2 separate regions of the Mus musculus genome follow, and region 1 is linked to region 2. A link is a contact called in public promoter capture Hi-C data. All regions are on one chromosome and are shown on one strand. The core of a region is the stretch at or near the end of the contact, and the rest is flanking DNA. Distances in the headings are between cores, read along the strand shown. Region 1 overlaps Vit (vitrin). Region 2 has its middle 13 kb from the start of Gm32464.

Region 1 (4,497 bases), core at 1,603-4,102, 120 kb after region 2:
GAGCCCCAGGTCACACGTTTACATAGAACTAGAGAGGCTTGGCCCTTAAGGGAGGTGTATGAATTCTTTGCAGGAGTCTTAGCCAGAAAAGACTTTAAGAATGGACACATGCCTAAAGAGAAAATCAAGAAGGGTGTTCAGGAAACAGGGCTCTGCAAGCCCGTGTGCACAGTGGGACATAAGTCAGTGAAAAAGAACACAGGTGAGGCAAAACCAAGACTCGGTGCATGTTTTGAGCAACCGAAGGCTTCTGTGGCCTCCTTGGACCCGTGTCTGAGAGGGTAGAAGTTACTCAGAAAGAGCTATCACTATGTCCAACTAGAGGATGAAGAGAGGCCTTAAGGGACAAGTGGGAAATTGGGAGGCTGTTAGCTTTATTTCCCACAAACAGAGAATCTGTTTTTCAGGAAGCAGGACCTGAGAGATGTCATGAAGAGAGTGTGCTCTGACCTAACCTGCCAGAGTCTCCCACATTCAGAACAGGACATGGGCAACAACAGACTTGGGTTCAAAAACTCAAGTTAATTTTAATTAAAGTGTTGCTATCCATATACCATGTCATGTACAGATGTTTTCTCATGAGACATTTATTCTTTCAAAGCAAAGGGATGTTTGTCACACTGAGACATCATATCTGGGCTTGTTCTCATCTTAAGCTATTCATTTATTACCTGTTTATGGGGGAGATTCACATGCGCCATGTCCTGTGTGTGGAACCCAGAAGACAATTTCGGGGAGTTCTCTCCTTTCACTGTATTGAGGCAGGGTCTTTCTTCATTCTGCCATCCTGCATGCCTCAGGCTAGCTGACCCGTGAGCTACTTTGAAGGTCACTCTACGGTGTCCCCCCACCATCTCTCAGCCAAAGTCCTCATTACAAATGCATGCCACTTCACATAGCTTTTCCTTGCATGGGTTTTGGGCTTAGTTGGTGTCAGAAATAATGTCAGTGCCAAAGGAACAAACAAAGAAAGCAAGGCTGTTCTCTTTGTAAAGAGAGTGTAACCGGAACCCAAACTGGGCTAGTTACACACGGGGCCAACATGGCTCCAGTATTTTATTCCTCATGTCTTGTGACTGCATCCTACCCCATCTGCGAAGCTTGACTTTGCAATCTGGCATGATTGGCAAATCCATGCAAAGGATCAGGGAATGCTCATGAAATATGAGTCCTCACTGGGCTAACTACCTAGGAAAGAAGGATGAAAGGAAGGAAAGAGGGAAGAAGGGAGGGAGGGAGGGAGGGAGGGAGGGAGGGAGGGAGGGAGGGAGGGAGGGAGGGAGGGAGAGAGGGAGGGAAGGAAGGAAGGAAGGAAGGAAGGAAGGAAGGAAGGAAGGAAGGAAAAGAGAAGGAAAGAAGAGGAGAGGGGAGGGGAGGGGAGGAGAGAAAAGAAAAAAGAAAAAGAAAAGAAAAGAAAAGAAAAGAAAAGAAAAGAGAAGAGAAGAGAAGAGAAGAGAAGAGAAGAGAAGAGAAAAGAAAAGAAAAGAAAAGAAAAGAAAAGAAAAGAAAAGAAAAGAAAAGAAAAGAAAAGAAGAAAAGAAAAGTCTCCTCACAGTCGGCAAGCACTTTTATACACTAAGCAATATAGCAGGTCTTAACCCAAATACGTAAAGGCAAAGAAGCAAGCACTTGGTAAAAAAGAGAGAGCTCTTCCTAAGATGGATCAATGAGGAGACCATGTCTGTGCCAAGCCCTCTTCCTGAAGGTTTTCTAAGTGTATGCCTGACCTCTGAACAGCTGCCACTCAACAGCTGGCTCAGCGGTTTATGCTCCCTCTCCGAGCTGGGAAACTGACCCTAAGTTTATCTCAGATCCCAGGCGCTGTGTCAGGAAGGAGGTGAACTTCAAAGCCACGCACATGTCTGTGCAGAGTCTAGTGATAAATTCTCCACCAAGGCGACAGAAGGGAGACAGGCCTCGTTAGTGTATTTCCACATATAGACACTCTTAAGATGACTGACCTCAAACCCCAAGGTCAAGTCAACTGGGTTGTGAAATCCTGCAAGGTTAGTTAACAACTGGCTCCCAAAGCTGGTATAAGAATCCCCTGCCCAACCCACTGATAAGTAGGCTTACACAGAAAAATAAAATGTTATCCTTTCCATAGGGATTTTTCCGGGAGCTGTAGAGATGGCTCACTAGTGAAAAACACTGGTTGCTCTTCCAAAAGACCCATGATTGGTTTCCAGCACCTACACAGGGACTCACAGATATCTGTAACTCCAGTTCCAGGTGATCAGATGCCCTCTTCTGGCCTCTGTGGGCACTAGGCATGCATGTGCACATATATGCATACAGGCCAAATACCTACACATAAAAAATATTTTTAATCCGTTTTTTGTCTAGAAGTCCAATGCGCTATCCATTGCACCACAGAGCCAGGTTTAATCCATTTTTTAAAATATTTTTTTATTTACTTAACAAACCACATTAAGTCCAGAATTCGTTAGAGGTGGTACAAGACAGTAGATCACCAAGTACGTTGTGAGAGCAAAAGTCTAATAGGGTTGCAGAAGCAAGATGGTGTCAGGCTCTCTGTGAGGAAGGACATGGAGACAGAGGGGGCCCAGAGAAGAGAACAGCACAATGTAAGCCACGTGAATGGAATGGCAAGGTTGGTCAGCAGCAGAGGGCTACCCAGACCCCATGGTGGAGCAGTGAAGGCTACAGGGAGTGACAAGAAATTGGAAGGGGAGGTATTTGTGCTTGTGAACCCTAAGGAAGTACCACAACCAACAGGGCTGAACCCATGATTTGAGATCAGTGAGGCCTGCCTGCATTCAGATAAGCGATTGCAAAGCGTTAGTTACAAAACCTTGGGTGACTCACTCTTGGAGCTGCCTGTTTCTATGGAACAGGGAATAACAACATTCCCTCCTCCCAGCCCGGTCACTCTGAAGTTTGCTGGGAAGGCGCAGTGAGACCTGAGTGAGGTTATTTTAAAGCCTTTAAGTGCTTTTACACGTCAAATGCTATCATCATGTTGTTCAAGGCCATCGGAATCTGAGTGTTGAAAGTTGTTGAGTCACTGTGGAGTTGGGAGAGCAAGGAAATGGCAGCCTTCACCCTGGAGGTGCTGATGGGAGCTAATCCTTGTGCTTTTTATTCATATGCCGTAAAATAGAGATACCCAGAGGAGCCATGGGAGACTGGAGCAAGGTGCTACTTAGGAACTCAGGTGGGCCTTCTGCTTAACAGATAGATAGATATACCAGTCCCTAGACATCAGGACGAAAGAGCTGGTAAAAAAATCCTAGAAATTAAGGAATCATTTTCAACTATCAAGAGATCTCTTTTCTTTTCCTCTTCCTCTTCCTCCTCCTCCTCTTCCTCCTCCTCCTCCTCCTCCTCTTCCTCCTCCTCTTCCTCCTCCTCTTCCTCCTCCTCTTCCTCCTCCTCTTCCTCCTCCTCTTCCTCCTCTTCCTCCTCCTCTTCCTCCTCCTCTTCCTCCTCCTCTTCCTCCTCCTCTTCCTCCTCCTCCTCCTCCTCTTCCTCCTCCTCTTCCTCCTCCTCTTCCTCCTCCTCTTCCTCCTCCTCTTCCTCCTCCTCTCCTCCTCCTCCTCCTCCTCTTCCTCCTCCTCTTCTTCCTCCTCTTCCTCCTCCTCTTCCTCCTCCTCCTCTTCCTCCTCCTCTTCCTCCTCTTCCTCCTCATCTTCCTCCTCCTCCTCTTCCTCCTCCTCTTCCTCCTCCTCTTTCTCCTCTTCTTCCTTCTCTTCCTCTTCACCCTTCCTTCTCTTTCTCCTCCTCCTTTCTCTCCTTTTTTTTTCTTATCGCAGTGCTAAGAACGGAGCCCAGGGACCCACACATGCTAATCAGTCCCCCTAACACTGAGCTACACCCTCTGCCCTGAGTTTTCTTTTCAAATGAGTTTCATTTAGCGGTGTCTTTTCCATCTCTAGCCCTAAATCAAAGAACCATGTACTTACAACAACTGTAACCTGCTCCCTAAAGTGACTGGATTCATCCTGCTTTATCTCGAAGCCAAATTAGAAATTTTCAGGCACAAAGTTTTCCTTCCAAACTAGCGGTACATGTCATAGTGCTAGGCACTCCAGAGGCTGAGACAGGGGAATGGCTTGAGTTCAGGAGTACAAAGCCAACCTACAAATACAGACGTGACCAGAGAAAGGAAGTAAGTCAGGTATGGAGAGAGGCAAGAGGACCAGCCTGGTTTATATAGCGGCCTTTGAGACTAGCCTGGGATACCTAGAGAAAGAACCTTGTCTCAAAAGAAGGGAAGGAAGAAAGGAAGGAAGGAAGGAAGGAAGGAAGGAAGGAAGGAAGGAAGGAAGGAAGGAAGGAAGGAAGGAAGGGGAATAGAGAGAAGGGGCTAGGTGTGGTATCACATTATTTAATCACTGCACTCAGGAAGCAAAGGCAGGCAAATTTCTGAGTTTCAGGTCTATGTAGCAAGATCCTATCTTTTAAAAAAAATTAAGTAATTAATTAATTTTTAAAAAGAATAGACCTATGCCGGGCGTGGTGGCGCATGCCTTT
Region 2 (4,653 bases), core at 1,107-3,606:
GTGACTTGATTCTCTCTTCAATCTGCATATATGAATGAAGACATTTTGGAGTGTTTGGGGTTTTTTTGGTTTTTTGTTTGTTTGTTTGTTTGGTTGGTTGGTTGGTTGGTTGGTTGGTTGGTTTAGTGTTCATTTAGAGTCAATACCCGGTGGGTATTAGGCAGAGATTGCTCTTATGATCAACTTGATCCAACCTAGAAGAAAACTCATCTGACAATTGCCCAGATCGTTCTAAATTGGGCCATGTCTGTGAGAGACAGGCTGATTGACAATTGATGTCAGAGGATCCAGCTCACTGTGCGTGGCAGTATATCCAGGTAGGTGGTATGGACCATATAAGAAAATGAGCTAAGTGTGAGCCGGTAAACAGCATCCCCCTGTGCTGTTTGTATCGGTTTTTGCTTGAGTTCCTGCTCTGGTTTCCCTCAGTGATAAAGCACAACCTGGAAGTATAAGCCCAATAAACCTCTTTCCTTTTCTAAGTTGATTTTGGTTAGTGTTTTGGCACAAAGCAGAAAGTGCACTAAAGCAGACACTATTAAATGTTCATCCATGCATTAAAAGGGGGAATGAAACAAACATTACCCCTCGTCGGTTCTACCTTTGGTGGGGAGAAAATGACCAAGGAATGTACCAACAGGCAAGAGAAAGGAAGCTGAAAGGCGTCCCGGAAGCAGGCAGGCACCTGCAGCAGGTCAACACTCCAGCTTGCATGGGCATGATGGTTGCGTAAGCCACTCAGTGTGGAGTCGGTGTTTGTCCAGATCTTTCCATCTGTGAACCAGGGATAACGATATCTGTGTTCACATGCTTTGAATTCCAGCTGTGAAAAATGATCCCTGAAGTGAATACAAAGTTGTCCTCCCTCCAGCATGAAAGATCTCTGGGCATTTTCTGAAGGTGTCGCATTTCAAAAGCTCGATGCTCAAGCAGGATGGCCGCCCACCCATGGGCTCCAGTCAGGACACCTACCAGTTCTGACCCAGCTCTGTCACCGGATATGTATCCAAAGGCAGGGTGCTTAAGCTCTTGAAACTCAGCCTGTCCACCTGGAGAATGATCTCAGCTCATTTTTAAAAATACAACTTGTTTTTAATGTTTTGAGAAGTTCATACGTGCATACGATATATTTTGATTATATTCTGTTAGATCTATTCCCCTTTGCTCCTTCCCAACTTTGTGTCCTTTTGGGTTGTGTGTGGTTTTGTTGTTGTTGTTGTTGTTGTTTGTTTGTTTTGTGACCGGCCTTATCCTATACTCATGAGAATGAGGTCATTCACTGCACTTTGGTTGACCTACCAGGAGTCATACCCTTAAGAAAAAGTGACTGTCCTTCCCTGAGAAGCCCCCAACTGCCAGTGGCTCCTCATCTAGGGGTCAGAGCTCACCGGTCCCTCTCCAACCAAGCTGGAGTATTGACTAGACCAATCTTGCACAGGAAAGTTCTTCTTTCTCTCTTTTTTTTCTGTCCATGTTATTTAAAGAATTGTATTTCTTAAACTAGCCTTGCCAACATAGACACTATATAAAGTTCATGGTTAGCAAAACACCCTGAGCAAAAGCAGCTTAGGAAAGGAACGGGTTTATGTGGCTTACACGGGCTTACACCGGCAGGTCATATGAGAGCGTTCACTGGATTCTGCTTATTTGCTACAACAATCTTCTTACTACACTGATGTAAGTAATTATACCCTTTCCCTATTCCCCTTTCCTGTGCATTGAATCCTCCAACCATCTCTTCCAATAGTTTTATAGCAATCTGAGCCGGTTTTTCCTTTCTTACTCCATAAGAACTTGTCCGTAAGAATCCAACATAATAATTATAAGTGGCAGTTACCATCTATCATCTATTTTGTGTCATCATTATGGAAACCCTAAGCAGCCCAATGGCATCATTTTTTTTTTATCTGAAATGAGAGGTAACTGATACACTGAGGGCTGGGAAGTTTCCTAGAGTTCCATGGCTCCTCAGAACGGAGAGGTTGGTCTTCTCCTAGCTCCAAACTCATAAATGCTCTTCCAACTAGCTCAACTGATATGAAGACAGAAGCAGTGGGGTGGAAGGAGGGAGGGGAGGGAAGAAAAAATACCAGAAAGGAATAAAAAATTAAATTCAGAGAATATTATTTTCACCCTCTTTCTTTGAAACAAAAAATAAGTGTATTCAGACCCATGGAAAGTGTATAACATTGTAATTCATATTATCTGCTTTAGCAGAGACCACAGGGCTGATAGAAACAATTATTGTTTTCATCGTTACAATGTTTTTCTCTGGGTCTATTTAGGAAGTGGTGGAAAGGAGGCAGCTCACCGATCTGTATCCTGAAGTTAGACACTGTTTCCTGTGTCAAGGGCAGGGCAGGCAGCCTGTATCTCAAGGTCAGAGCCTGCCTAAGACTAACCCAAAGGCTCAGCTCCCAGTAGAGGTAAAAGCTAATTCATAAATTCCGTGGCAATAAATCCTGTCTCAGCTTCTAAATAACCCATTCTATTTTCAAGTGAGGTCAAGTTAGGAAGCCGAATCCAGGGACAAGAAAGATCCAATAATGTTCTTGGCTGGAAAGCCTGCCATTCATCAACAGGTCACATGCCTGTCGTGCTCTCCGGCTTACCTCAAGTCATGACCATTTTGGGGAAGGTATGATGTGTGCCGAAAGCCTCAGCATTGCTCCTAAGGCTCTGGTGCCCCCGCCAGGAACTGTGGGCAGCTGATCCTCCATGGAGGTGGCTTCTGCAGGGGCTGCTTCAGCTGCAGCTCAGCGGCTACCAAGAGGCTTTATGCTCGATCATATCTATTGACAAGCTGAAAACTGTCACAAACTGAATGTTTCTTCAAGGTTATTTAAGAGTTGCTACAACTCAGGACTTTGCTTCATGCAACATCTGAGGGACAGGGGTAGCTTTATTCAGTTAGAGAGACCTAGGAAGTAGCTGGTACTTAATGTGCTATGACGTTCTTCCACACTTGAACAATAACTATGCAAGTTTATTCAACTTCAAGGCTCTTACCCAGACCCTAAGCCCCTTCTACGGAGAGCCACACTTGTCCCGCCCCACCACGATTCCCCTGCCTCCAGCATCTGAAACACAAGAATCTGGCAGACAGCGACTGCGTCTCATTTAAGACCAGTTTGCCAAAAAGTAAGAGAAGACTATTTATCAGCTAAAATTATGGGGTGTTGTTCTTCCTCTCTGGTTTTCAAAATTAACATCTACTAATGGACATGCTAATGCTGAAAGGGAGAACCTCACTGGTCCCCACCCCTAGACAAAGAACCATAGCAAATGCCAAGGGAGAACTCAGCTTCCCCAGGAGTAAGGTCCCTAGTAGTTTATCCTGTATCAAGTGGTCCCCGTAGCATCATATACATAGAAGCAGTACTAATGGATTCAGTAGTGTGTGTCTGTGTGTGTGTGTGTGTGTGTGTGTGTGTGTGTGTGTGTGTGTGATAGTCAAAGAAAAAGAGGCCATGAGTTTGAGAGTGGGAAGAACATTCAAGGGTTGAGAGGGAAGGAACGAGAGGAAGGAAGTGATGTCATATACTTTCATTTTAAAAGGGTTCCCAACTCTAAAATATATCCTTTTCTGTGTTTATTTCTTTCTTAACCACTTCAAATATGTTGCATAGTGTTGGTTTTTGTTTTGTAGAAGTTATCTTGACAGCTTTCTCTCCTTGCAAATATAAGACTCTTCACCATTACCCAAAGGTTTTGTTTTTTCTCTCCCTCCCCCTGGGCACCACTATTCTGCTTCCTAGGAGTCTGAGTATTCACACAGTGCCCAGGGAGGCCAGGGAGGGAGTCAGATCCCGTGAAACTGGAGTTATAGGTGGTTGTGAGCTGTCACGTGGGTGCTATGGATCGAACCTGGGTCTTCTGGAAGAGCAGCCAGCGCTGTTAGCGTGGTCTCTCTAACCCACAAGGTTCTATTACTAACTTGGGAAAATTGGACCATAAAATGCAGGTCTTCCTGGGGTTCCATTAGCATAGAGCTGTCACAGTTCATCTTGTAGCATGTGGTGGGGCTGCTTCTTTCGGCAGCTGAATGATACTTCATAGTATCTACATGGCACACTTTGTGTACTCTTGGTGAACATTCAGGGTGTGCCAGCATCACTTCCTGCTTGTGCTTGCTTGCTTTTCTCAGCTGAGACCAGCCTAGGAGATGTGAGGAGGTGATTTCTCCTCGGGATTCTTCACTGCTTTTAGAAAAGAGTGAAAATAACCAAACAATTTTGAGTAATTCAATTAAGCATTCTATCACATCAGTCGCACGTGTTTTGTCTTTCTGACCCCAATTATTCCTTGCCCAATAATAGAAAGCTTAACACACACACACACACAGAAATACACAGAAACACACACAGTCAGCACACACAGACCTTCTGCTGCAGCAATTCATCATAACAAGTGCTTTTGTGCACCAAGCGCATGCATGAGAAAGTTCATGGCAACTTTACCCACAGCCCAAAGCTAGAGACTCTGAGGTCCATCGGTGGATAAATAAGCTGTAGCATGGTCACACAACACAATGCTAAGTAGCTGAGAAATGTGAACCTTTGCGGCTGTCACCACATTCACGAATTTACACACACACACACACACACACACACACACACACACACACACACACACACTATCAAGTATGGTGTC

Evidence for each region. Capture Hi-C pulls out chosen DNA fragments and counts their contacts.
Region 1: a promoter capture Hi-C map of adipose tissue shows a contact between it and region 2. The contact joins two enhancer-like sites. A contact is called at or near these places in 3 of 15 datasets of contacts at CTCF or cohesin (the NIH/3T3 cell line and embryonic stem cells), 32 of 484 Hi-C or Micro-C datasets (embryonic fibroblasts, embryonic stem cells, induced pluripotent stem cells and 3 more), 8 of 115 datasets of contacts at active chromatin or transcription factors (acute myeloid leukemia, differentiating embryonic stem cells, embryonic fibroblasts and 4 more) and 1 of 9 other capture datasets (adipose tissue).

Annotation. Positions count from the first base shown.
Region 1 is chr17:78,568,824-78,573,320 of GRCm38.p6, forward strand. All of the region lies in intron 4 of Vit (vitrin), which reads left to right. All of the region lies in intron 1 of Gm32573 (a long non-coding RNA gene), which reads right to left. Among named protein-coding and RNA genes, the nearest start is that of Gm32573, 17 kb to the right of the region's middle. Within about 2 kb of position 2,853, at least 38 of the 459 cell types and tissues checked have an H3K27ac peak or open chromatin away from gene starts, as enhancers often do. A contact at or near this core is called in adipose tissue, where this site is marked.
Region 2 is chr17:78,449,050-78,453,702 of GRCm38.p6, forward strand. No RefSeq gene overlaps it. Among named protein-coding and RNA genes, the nearest start is that of Gm32464, 13 kb to the right of the region's middle. Within about 2 kb of position 2,357, at least 32 of the 459 cell types and tissues checked have an H3K27ac peak or open chromatin away from gene starts, as enhancers often do. A contact at or near this core is called in adipose tissue, where this site is marked.